Linked DNA regions of Mus musculus: region 1 is linked to region 2. The links are chromatin contacts, called in public HiChIP or PLAC-seq maps. All regions are on one chromosome and are shown on one strand. Each heading gives the region's core, a stretch centred on a gene start, on an enhancer-like site or on the middle of the called end of the contact. The rest is flanking DNA. Distances are from core to core; before and after follow the strand shown.

Region 1 (4,339 bases), core at 88-2,587, 70 kb before region 2:
AGAGGCCGCCCGTGCGTGGGGCAAGGCGCAAGGGAACTGGGAAAAAGCGTGCAGAGTTTTGGTCAATTCCAACACTAATGTGCCTAGAGCAGGGAAGTCAAATCTGCAGAGGTAAGATCAAGCATGGAAGAAAGGCTTAAGTCAGGTGTGCTCGCAACTTCTGCTACCAAGGGGCGGTCTACTCCAGGGTCTAGAGCCCTGTCCTGTTTCCAGTACCCACTAGCCCAACCCTGCTGAGGCGACGTCTCTGGGCTTCAAGGGGCGGGAAATTCGCGGAGCGAGTTCTGAGCTCACAAACGCGTGTAGGAATCCGTCTTCGAGCCCTTTCCGGATAACAACGTGTGACTACTGGACACTTCATCCCATGCGTCTTGTACAATTTGGCAACTTCAAGTGCCAGACTCCCACTGCGTCCAAGGGGTGGAGTGCCGGGAACCGGGGAGCTGCAGAAAAGAGCCCGTGTGCTGGCGGAGTATCCGGCTCCTAGTTGGCCTTCTCAGTAGCTCGCGCCTGCGTGCGAGCGTCCCCGAGCGAGCTCCTCTCCGTCCTTTTCACCTCTAGGAATTTTTTAGGGAAGAGCTGCCTGAAGCCCCAACGTGGGCCAGATTTTACTCTTAAACTGACAAGAAATTTCTAAGGAGAATAAAACTTGTTCTTAAGTGTCCCGTTGGGATGCCCCCGCCGCCCCCGCCCCCAGGTACCAATAACTTTCCTCTCCCTCCCTCCAGACTGAATCGAAGCCTCCCATCTCTATCCTGAAAAACTAGGTTAGACAGACAGGCCTGGGAAAGCCATCCTAGCCCTGAGCCGGGAGCAGGCAGGCGGCTGTCGGAGTTTTCAAAGTCGCGCCTTGGAGACTGGGAAAGACAGAGGCCCGCCGCGTGCACAGACAGTTAGTTAATGGAAAGCCTGTAAATCGGTTTTAAGTGCACCCAGGACAGAGGGGGAGGAAGGTGGACGTGGGGACGGTGGCGGCCGGAGATGCAATGGTGAGGGACAAAGGGGATGCCCATCCCGCTGCTCTGAAACGAAGATCCGTTCCCCACTTCTCCATTGTTCTTATTTTAGAAAAATAAACGTATTAAAGAAACTCGTTGGGTTAGGGAAACCCGAGCCCCCTAGCCCGCCCCAAGCGGAGGAGTCCGCGGCCTCCCTTGGCAGGGAACCCGGCTGCGGCTGTCCCCCTCTCTCCCTCCCTCCTCCCCGCCCCCGGAGGGGCATTGCTACTACGGCGATCGCCACCTCACGCCGAAGGAATGCTCGAAGTATGCACACGTTCCCAAAAGTAGACCTCCTTCACCGCCGAGGAGCATACATCACCCGTGGCAGCCTTCCACCTTCTCAGGCGTTTCGTAACCGAGTAAACTGAGAGCCGGGAACAGCCCTCTATTAAGTAGCCCGCGGCGCGGAGTCTCTTCCCAGTCGGCAAAGGCGGCCGCTGCAGACGCGTCCGCCCGCAGCTGCATTCAGTCCCCCTGCCTCCGCTCACTCTGCGCACTAGGCGCTGCTGCTGGGTGCTCCCATCGCCTTTTCCACACCGGCGGCCGCCAGGTGCTCCCGGAGCGCAGCGCCCTCCCAGGCCCGGGGGGTCCCACGCGCAGGCTGCTGGACGCCCGCTCCCTCTGTCACCTCCGGCTCAGGTCAGTCTGGCTTCTGTTCCCCACCCCAACCCCCACCCCTCGCGCCCTTTCCCAAAGATAACTGGGGAAAGTGGCTTCTTGCTTGCACCTTAACCCGGGGCTGGCAGAATGCCCAGCAGGGGCTGCTTGGCTTTGGAAGCGATTGATTAGTGTGCCCGAGATAGATCTGTGGCACAGGAGTTTGGCGGTTTCTTTGGAGTTTTGGAGGGAGAAGGAAAGGTGGCTTGCTTGTGTGCCAAGTGGGACTCAGTGTATCCATCTGTAGGGCAATGTCCTCTATAGTCTCTGTCGCTTTCAGTGAAGTGCACGGGCTGCATAGGTCGCTCTTTATAATCTGGTGGCTTTGCCAGGGACTCCAGGCTTGCAGCAGGGACTCAAGGCATTGCCAGAAAACGAAGTGAAGTACTGTACGCTCCGCGAAGAATTCCATGGAGGGCCAGTGGAAAGCGCTCCAGCTTGGGGAGACTAGGCGCTAGTGGCATCTCCAGATGCTCGGGGGAGCTGCCCTGGCTCCATCCTCCACTGCTTTCAAAGTGCTGCTGGGTTAGGCCAGCTCTCGCAGCTTCTGAGACTTCCTTTTTGGGTTCCTCCTGAATGCACTGGGATTAAGTTTTACCCAGGGTCAGTCAATGGGACCTTTGAGGAGGGTTCTCCTCCAGTCTTTGAGTGCACAGATCAGAGTGCGTGGAGTCAGTGCATTTGAGAGCAGTTGACAAATGGGACCTGCATCTGGCTTCCTCAGCCACCATCCCCTGACCAATTCAGATCTTTGGCATACACCTCCTCTCAGCTCCAAGGTTAGGGTCTTCTAAAGAATACTGGGGTAGGATTGGGGGAGGGGGGCGAAGAAACAAGTCTAAGCTCGTCCTTGGCTAGGTAGCCTTTATAGAAGACGTAGGTGACGCCTGGACTCTAGATGGGCCCACGAAACATTTGTGTGCCTGTGTGTGCGTTTGAAAAAAAAAGTTAAATTGAGAGAGTTAAGAAGTTGGCTCCTTCCAGCAAGGGGTGGGGGAGGGGCAAGTTGTCCGAAAGAGACCAGTTCCCATAGTGCCCCCACTCCGGGCAGTTGATTCATTTTCATTCATGAGGGGAAGTGAGGGAAATCCTACTGCCACGTAAGGGCTACCGCTTTCAGACATCTATGTCTGAGAATGCTCAATGAAGTGTTGCTAAGCACTCCGATAAATGTTTTGGCTAAGAAGGAGAGAGAAGTTTTTCTTTAAAACGTATACGAACGGAATTCTTGGCTGGCTGAGATGGCTGAGTTATTCATCAGATACCCCAAAGAGAAGTGATTCATTCTTGATGCTGAGACAGGAAGCCGATAGGTGGCGCACTAGACTAAGACTAGACTAACTCAAGTTTTTTGTTCACCCTTTTAACACCCCCCCCCCCCCCAAATACTGCACACCGATTTTTGTGGGTAGGTTACCACTCTTTAACTTTTCGTGAGCACAACTGCGGACTGCATTCTAAATTATCATATCAGCGTTATGGCCGGGTGACGACAACAATGAAGCATTTATGCTTTTTTAATCTTTACAAATTTTGACTAATGTAGGAAAGGGTTTGTTGTTAATTAGGGGGAGAAGACATTACTAAAACCCCTTAGATCCCAGAGCTGCGCCAAAATTTTAATATTGGCTTCATAAAAAGGAGCTCTGGGCAATTTGGCTTGCCTGCTCATCAGACATGTAAAATGCAATTTACACTCGGATGAGGAAAGCTGCCCTAACCCTCGTGCCAATGATTTGGAAAGGCAGGGTTGGAGACTGTCAGTTCCTTTTTTCTCAAGGAGAGCCCAACCTTTGGCTTATTTTTGAATTCCCAAACACAAATGGGGGAGTGCTCCCCGCTATTTGTCATGAGGCCTATGGTGTAGCCTTAAAGTTATGTGTGCACTTCTGAATCTCCTCGTTCTGTTTTTTGCATTTGGCCACAGACACCTTCCCAGTCCAGCTAATTGCTGGTAACTTTTGTTCCTGGATTGGATCATAGAATATACTAGGGCAGTCCTTTCTGCTGCTAAAACAGCTACTGTGTGTTGAGAAAGTAAAAAGGATGAGTGGAACTCTTTGCCGTTAAGGAAGAAATCTATTTGCAAAGGCAGGAAAAATTAAGAACCTTCTCACCTCTGGGGCTTGTATTAGTTATAATCGTCCAGCATTAAGAAATAGCTAAACACAAGGAAGAATTATTGCGGTTTGTACAATCTAAGAATGTTTGGGAAACAGACAAGGGCATTTTGCTTTTTCTACGGCTTCGTCTCTTTTTATTATGCATTTTAGAGTTGGTTCCCTCTCATCTTTGGTAAAGGTTTTATCAGATGTGAAAACGACACGGTTATCAGAAGAACTGGGGTTCATTTGAGCCTTCCTCATCCCTCTGTAATCTATTCCAGATCTTAAAGACATACTTGCATATTTTTAGTCAGGATAAACTGGAGAAAATAGAATAAATGAGGTTTATTATTATTATTATTATTATTATTATTATTATTATTATTATTATCAAATTACCCTGGGACCACTAAAGCACAGTTACCTAAAGAGGTTAGCAGTTAGGGAAAAACAGCCAAATGAAATACCCAGCTGGAAGACACATTTGGTTGAGTCAGGGATAAAATGACCTCTAAATTATCCATCACCTTGGCAGTATGAAGTCATGTGCGGTCTGGTCAGGCCTTTACAGGGCAC
Region 2 (4,089 bases), core at 890-3,389:
AGGGATCTAGAGAGATGATGCTGTTGGTTAAGCTAGAGTTTTGGGTTAGTAAGCAGATTTAATCTCCTAATTTTATTGATGGAAGATAATTGAGAACTGACTTGTCTCTTCATTTCATCTTTTCTTTTAATCAGAGAAGATATTCCAAGCTAGTGTTGAATAAGGCAGGAATGAATGAAAAAAATGAATGATTGAAAGCAGCTGACAGAGGCATCAATGGGAGGAGAGGTCCTTGGTCCTGTGAAGGCTCGATAGATGTCCCAGTGTAGAGGAATCAAGGGTGGGAAGGTGGGAGAGGGTGGGTGGGTGGAGGAGTACCCTCATAGAAGGGAGGATGGGATAGGGGGTTTCTGGGAACAGGGTAAACGGTGAAAGGAGATAACATTTGAAATGTAAATAAAGAAAATATCCAATTTAAAAGAGAAAAGAAAAAGAAAGCAGCTGACTGAATCTATTTCTTTCCATTGGTTAGAAGACAGACCATATATATATATATATATATATATATATATATATATATATATATATATATATATATATTAGAAGGCAGAATATATGTGTGTGTGTGTATATATATATACACACACATATATATATTAAAATCTCTCCTCTGGCCCCACTACTTGTACTGGAAACTCAGCTACTTCTGTTTCCTTCTCCTTATTCCATGTTCCTTTATAGCCAGCCCAGGCCTGTGGCTCATGCTCATAGTCTTTTATTGAAAACAACATTGACTGGGCAAAGGCTAACTTTGTCGAATTTGCATTTGGAGAGTTTTCATGTACTTTTGTGTGTAGATAGAAGTATAAAGTGGATAGGATTTTATCCTATTACAGAGAGTGTAACTTGTGAAAAAGTGATGAAAAGCTTGACACGTATAAACAGACATGAGACATGGGCATTGGCTTTCCTTTCCTCAGTGGTGAGAGGACTGGCAAGAAACATCCAAGTGTATAACCCTACGCCCAACAGCCTTGATGTTCGCTGGGACCCCGCCCCAGGGCCAGTGCAGCAGTACCGCATTGTGTACTCCCCTGTTGCTGGTACAAGACCCTCAGAATCTGTAAGTAATTTTGCTGTCTTAGAGCTCAGAAAAGAATGTTGTCAACTCTGTTGTGGCTTCTGCCACAGCAGCTGGCTAGGGAACAATAATGGTGTCACTGCCTCTCATGTAGACTAGGTTTCCTGATTACTATGGTTGCATGTTTGAGTACCATTTAGGAGCTTTTATAACCCACCCACATGTTAGTACATAATATTTAAATGATTGTGTTTGTGAGTTATGACAGATGTAGTAATTATAAGTTTGCTTAGGAAAGAACTTGGGGAAAAAGTGAATTAGCTATGAGACATACTGTTTCTAGAGCTTTCAATAGTAGATACATTGAGAAACTACACAGTCTTTGCTGTGAAAATATTTTAATTACACATTTATTTATTAGCTCTTACAAACTACAGTGTCTCTTTAGTACTCTTCAGTATCTTATCCAAGTGCTAACCAGGCTGTTTACCATCTAAGGTCAGGTGCAAACAGACATGTTTGGGGTGGTATGGTCAGAGACTTGCAGCTAGCTTCCTGATAAATCTCAGATCTGTTTTGTGAGTAGGCCAATACCGTACAAATCTGAAGTTCCTTGGTATGAATAATAATAGCATCAAAATGCTGAAAGGGAAAGAATTTTATGGACTGACAAGTCTTTGCAAAAGTAAGCAATGATGGGCAAAGATAAGAAAATGATAAGCAATGAATGTATTCTGGAGTAGCATTGATTTTAATGTTCTTTTATATGGTATGGCATAATTTCTTTCTTAATGACTTTACCCTAATCCAAATTAATGCCTTAACACCAAATATCTCTGCCACTAGCATGGGATCCCTTCTCTCATGCTTATGTGACATTTAGAATCTACTCTGAGCAAATACACGTACATATTCCATTTATGAGTCTTTATGAGAAATGTAAATGGGAGAAAATTGAAGCAAATGTGTAAGGGGGATTTCTGAGAATAACTGTGTCTAATAATGAGCTAGAGGCAGATCTTGCAGAGAAGCGCACTTGGCTCCTGACATGCCTGGGCGCAGCCTTTTACGATAAATACTATTGTGCTGACTAACCGAGGACCTGGCAAGCATTAGCTGTCAGCAGAATTTGGCACATTTTTCTCCCCTTCAGATTGTGGTGCCAGGGAATACCCGAACGGTGCATCTGGAGAGGTTGATTCCTGACACACCCTACTCTGTGAATATCGTGGCTCTCTACTCAGATGGAGAGGGGAATCCCAGCCCCAGCCAGGGCCGAACACGTGAGCCAAGCATCCTATTTCCACTTTATCTCTTGTCACTGAGTGAGGGGTGGGTGGTAGGTGGTAGGTGAGGGACTCCGAGGACTTGGTACAGAACAGGGTAGTGTCTGCATGTAATCCTTCTTGGGATTTCCCACATTCACATTCTAGGCTCAGGCTGTGTGTCCACAGCTATCTTTTGTGCTGAATGAATTTCATTTGAATGTTAACAACAATATGAACCAACCACTACCCCCAGAGCTCCCAGGGTCTAAACCACCAACCAAAGAGTACACATGGAGGGACCCATGGATCCAGCCACATATATAGCAGAGGATGATCTTGTTGGACATCAATGGGAGGAGAGGCCCTTGGTCCTGAGAAGGCTCTATGCCCCAGTGTAGGGGAATGCCAGAACAGGGAAGAGGGAGTGAGTGGGTTGGTGAGCAGTGTGAGGAGGGATGGGAAAGGGAGTTTTCTTAGGGGAAACCAGGAAAGGGGATAACATTTGAAATGTAAATTAAAAAATCTAATGAGAACAAATAAAAAGAGTAAAACCTTAAAATCTGGGGTCTAAATAAAAGAGTTCTTTCCTCTTTGTCCCCTTCTTTTTTTAATGCAGTGTGTTTTATCGCTAAACAGGCACTGGAAATGTGAAGGCTTAGCCTCTCTACTTCAAGTGGAGATGGTTACAGTGGTTAAAACAATCCCTTTCTTTCCCAGGCTGCATATTTCAGTGCAAACCTAGCTCTGTCTTGTTGAAAGTTTAGTACATAACCATATCTCTGAAAGGGAGCGTGTCATGCTGTGTGGTGTCCCATGAAAACCACAGAAGGTAGTGTACAGCGTCACAGGGAGTAAGCATGATGAATGGTGACTTCAGCACCAGTAAGCACCTCCTGTAAGCTGGCCTGAAAAATGCTATCAGGTAAGCAGCAAAACCAACTGTATTTTATCTAGTTCCAAGAAGTGGACCAAGGAACATACGGGTCTTTGGGGAGACGACCAACAGCCTCTCTGTAGCCTGGGACCATGCTGATGGGCCAGTTCAGCAATACAGGATCATCTACTCTCCTACTGTCGGCGATCCAATTGATGAATATGTATGTATACTACCCACTGATTGGCATTTAAACAATCATTTCACCTGGTAGGAGGGTGAGATTAAGCTTCTTTTTGAGACGGTTACTCCTGAGCTCTTGGATCTTATGTGACAGGTCTCATGTAGTTTTCTCTAATGTAGGGACAACAGGAAAGTTCCTGCTTGAAACTTCCATGGTGAAACAGTGATTTGGGGATCATTTCCATTGTAAGGACTGACTGAAAAACTGTCCTAGTCTACATTTCTAACTGTTGACTCCCATGAAAAGGTCTACTATAATATGCCACACATTAATCCATAACTAGTGTCCAAACTAATATCCAGATGATGTGACTATTCCAATCTTACCCTTCTAGACCAATTCCCCTGCATGGTTTCCCCTTGGTATCTTAGTACTAGTGTCCACTTTCTCTAAACTCACATCTGTTTTCTGTAGTCTTTTGGTTTAGAATGTACAAACCTCCTGTTAGTTGGTTCTAGGTTCTATTTCTCCCTCCCTTCTCTATCCCTCCTTCTTCTTTCTTTGATTCTTTCACTAAGAATTAAACTCAGGACTTGGGGTATGAGAAACAATCTCTCTGCCATTGACTTACATTGAGAATCTCTTCAAACTCTTGGCAGTATAAATATTGTGTCCCCCTGGACACGGGTTCAAGTTCTTCATCTCTCTCTCCCCTCAATTCCCCAATACCCCCTTCCCCAAT

The links. HiChIP or PLAC-seq counts read pairs in DNA pulled down with a chosen protein or histone mark.
Region 1: a contact with region 2 is called in an H3K27ac HiChIP or PLAC-seq map of embryonic fibroblasts, with 18 read pairs. The contact joins the promoter of Col12a1 here to the enhancer-like site in region 2. A contact is called at or near these places in 8 of 484 Hi-C or Micro-C datasets (the HL-1 cell line, adipose-derived mesenchymal stem cells, cranial neural crest and 3 more) and 2 of 115 datasets of contacts at active chromatin or transcription factors (embryonic fibroblasts and extraembryonic endoderm stem cells).

Annotation. Positions count from the first base shown.
Region 1 is chr9:79,715,720-79,720,058 of GRCm38.p6, reverse strand. It overlaps Col12a1 (collagen, type XII, alpha 1), which reads left to right and starts at 1,337. Exons shown (of 66, transcript NM_001290308.1): 1 at 1,337-1,640.
Region 2 is chr9:79,646,876-79,650,964 of GRCm38.p6, reverse strand. Col12a1 (collagen, type XII, alpha 1) reads left to right here. Exons shown (of 66, transcript NM_001290308.1): 35 at 921-1,063; 36 at 2,175-2,304; 37 at 3,244-3,386. Among named protein-coding and RNA genes, the nearest start is that of Col12a1, 70 kb to the left of the region's middle. Within about 2 kb of position 2,139, at least 23 of the 459 cell types and tissues checked have an H3K27ac peak or open chromatin away from gene starts, as enhancers often do. A contact at or near this core is called in the HL-1 cell line and embryonic fibroblasts, where this site is marked.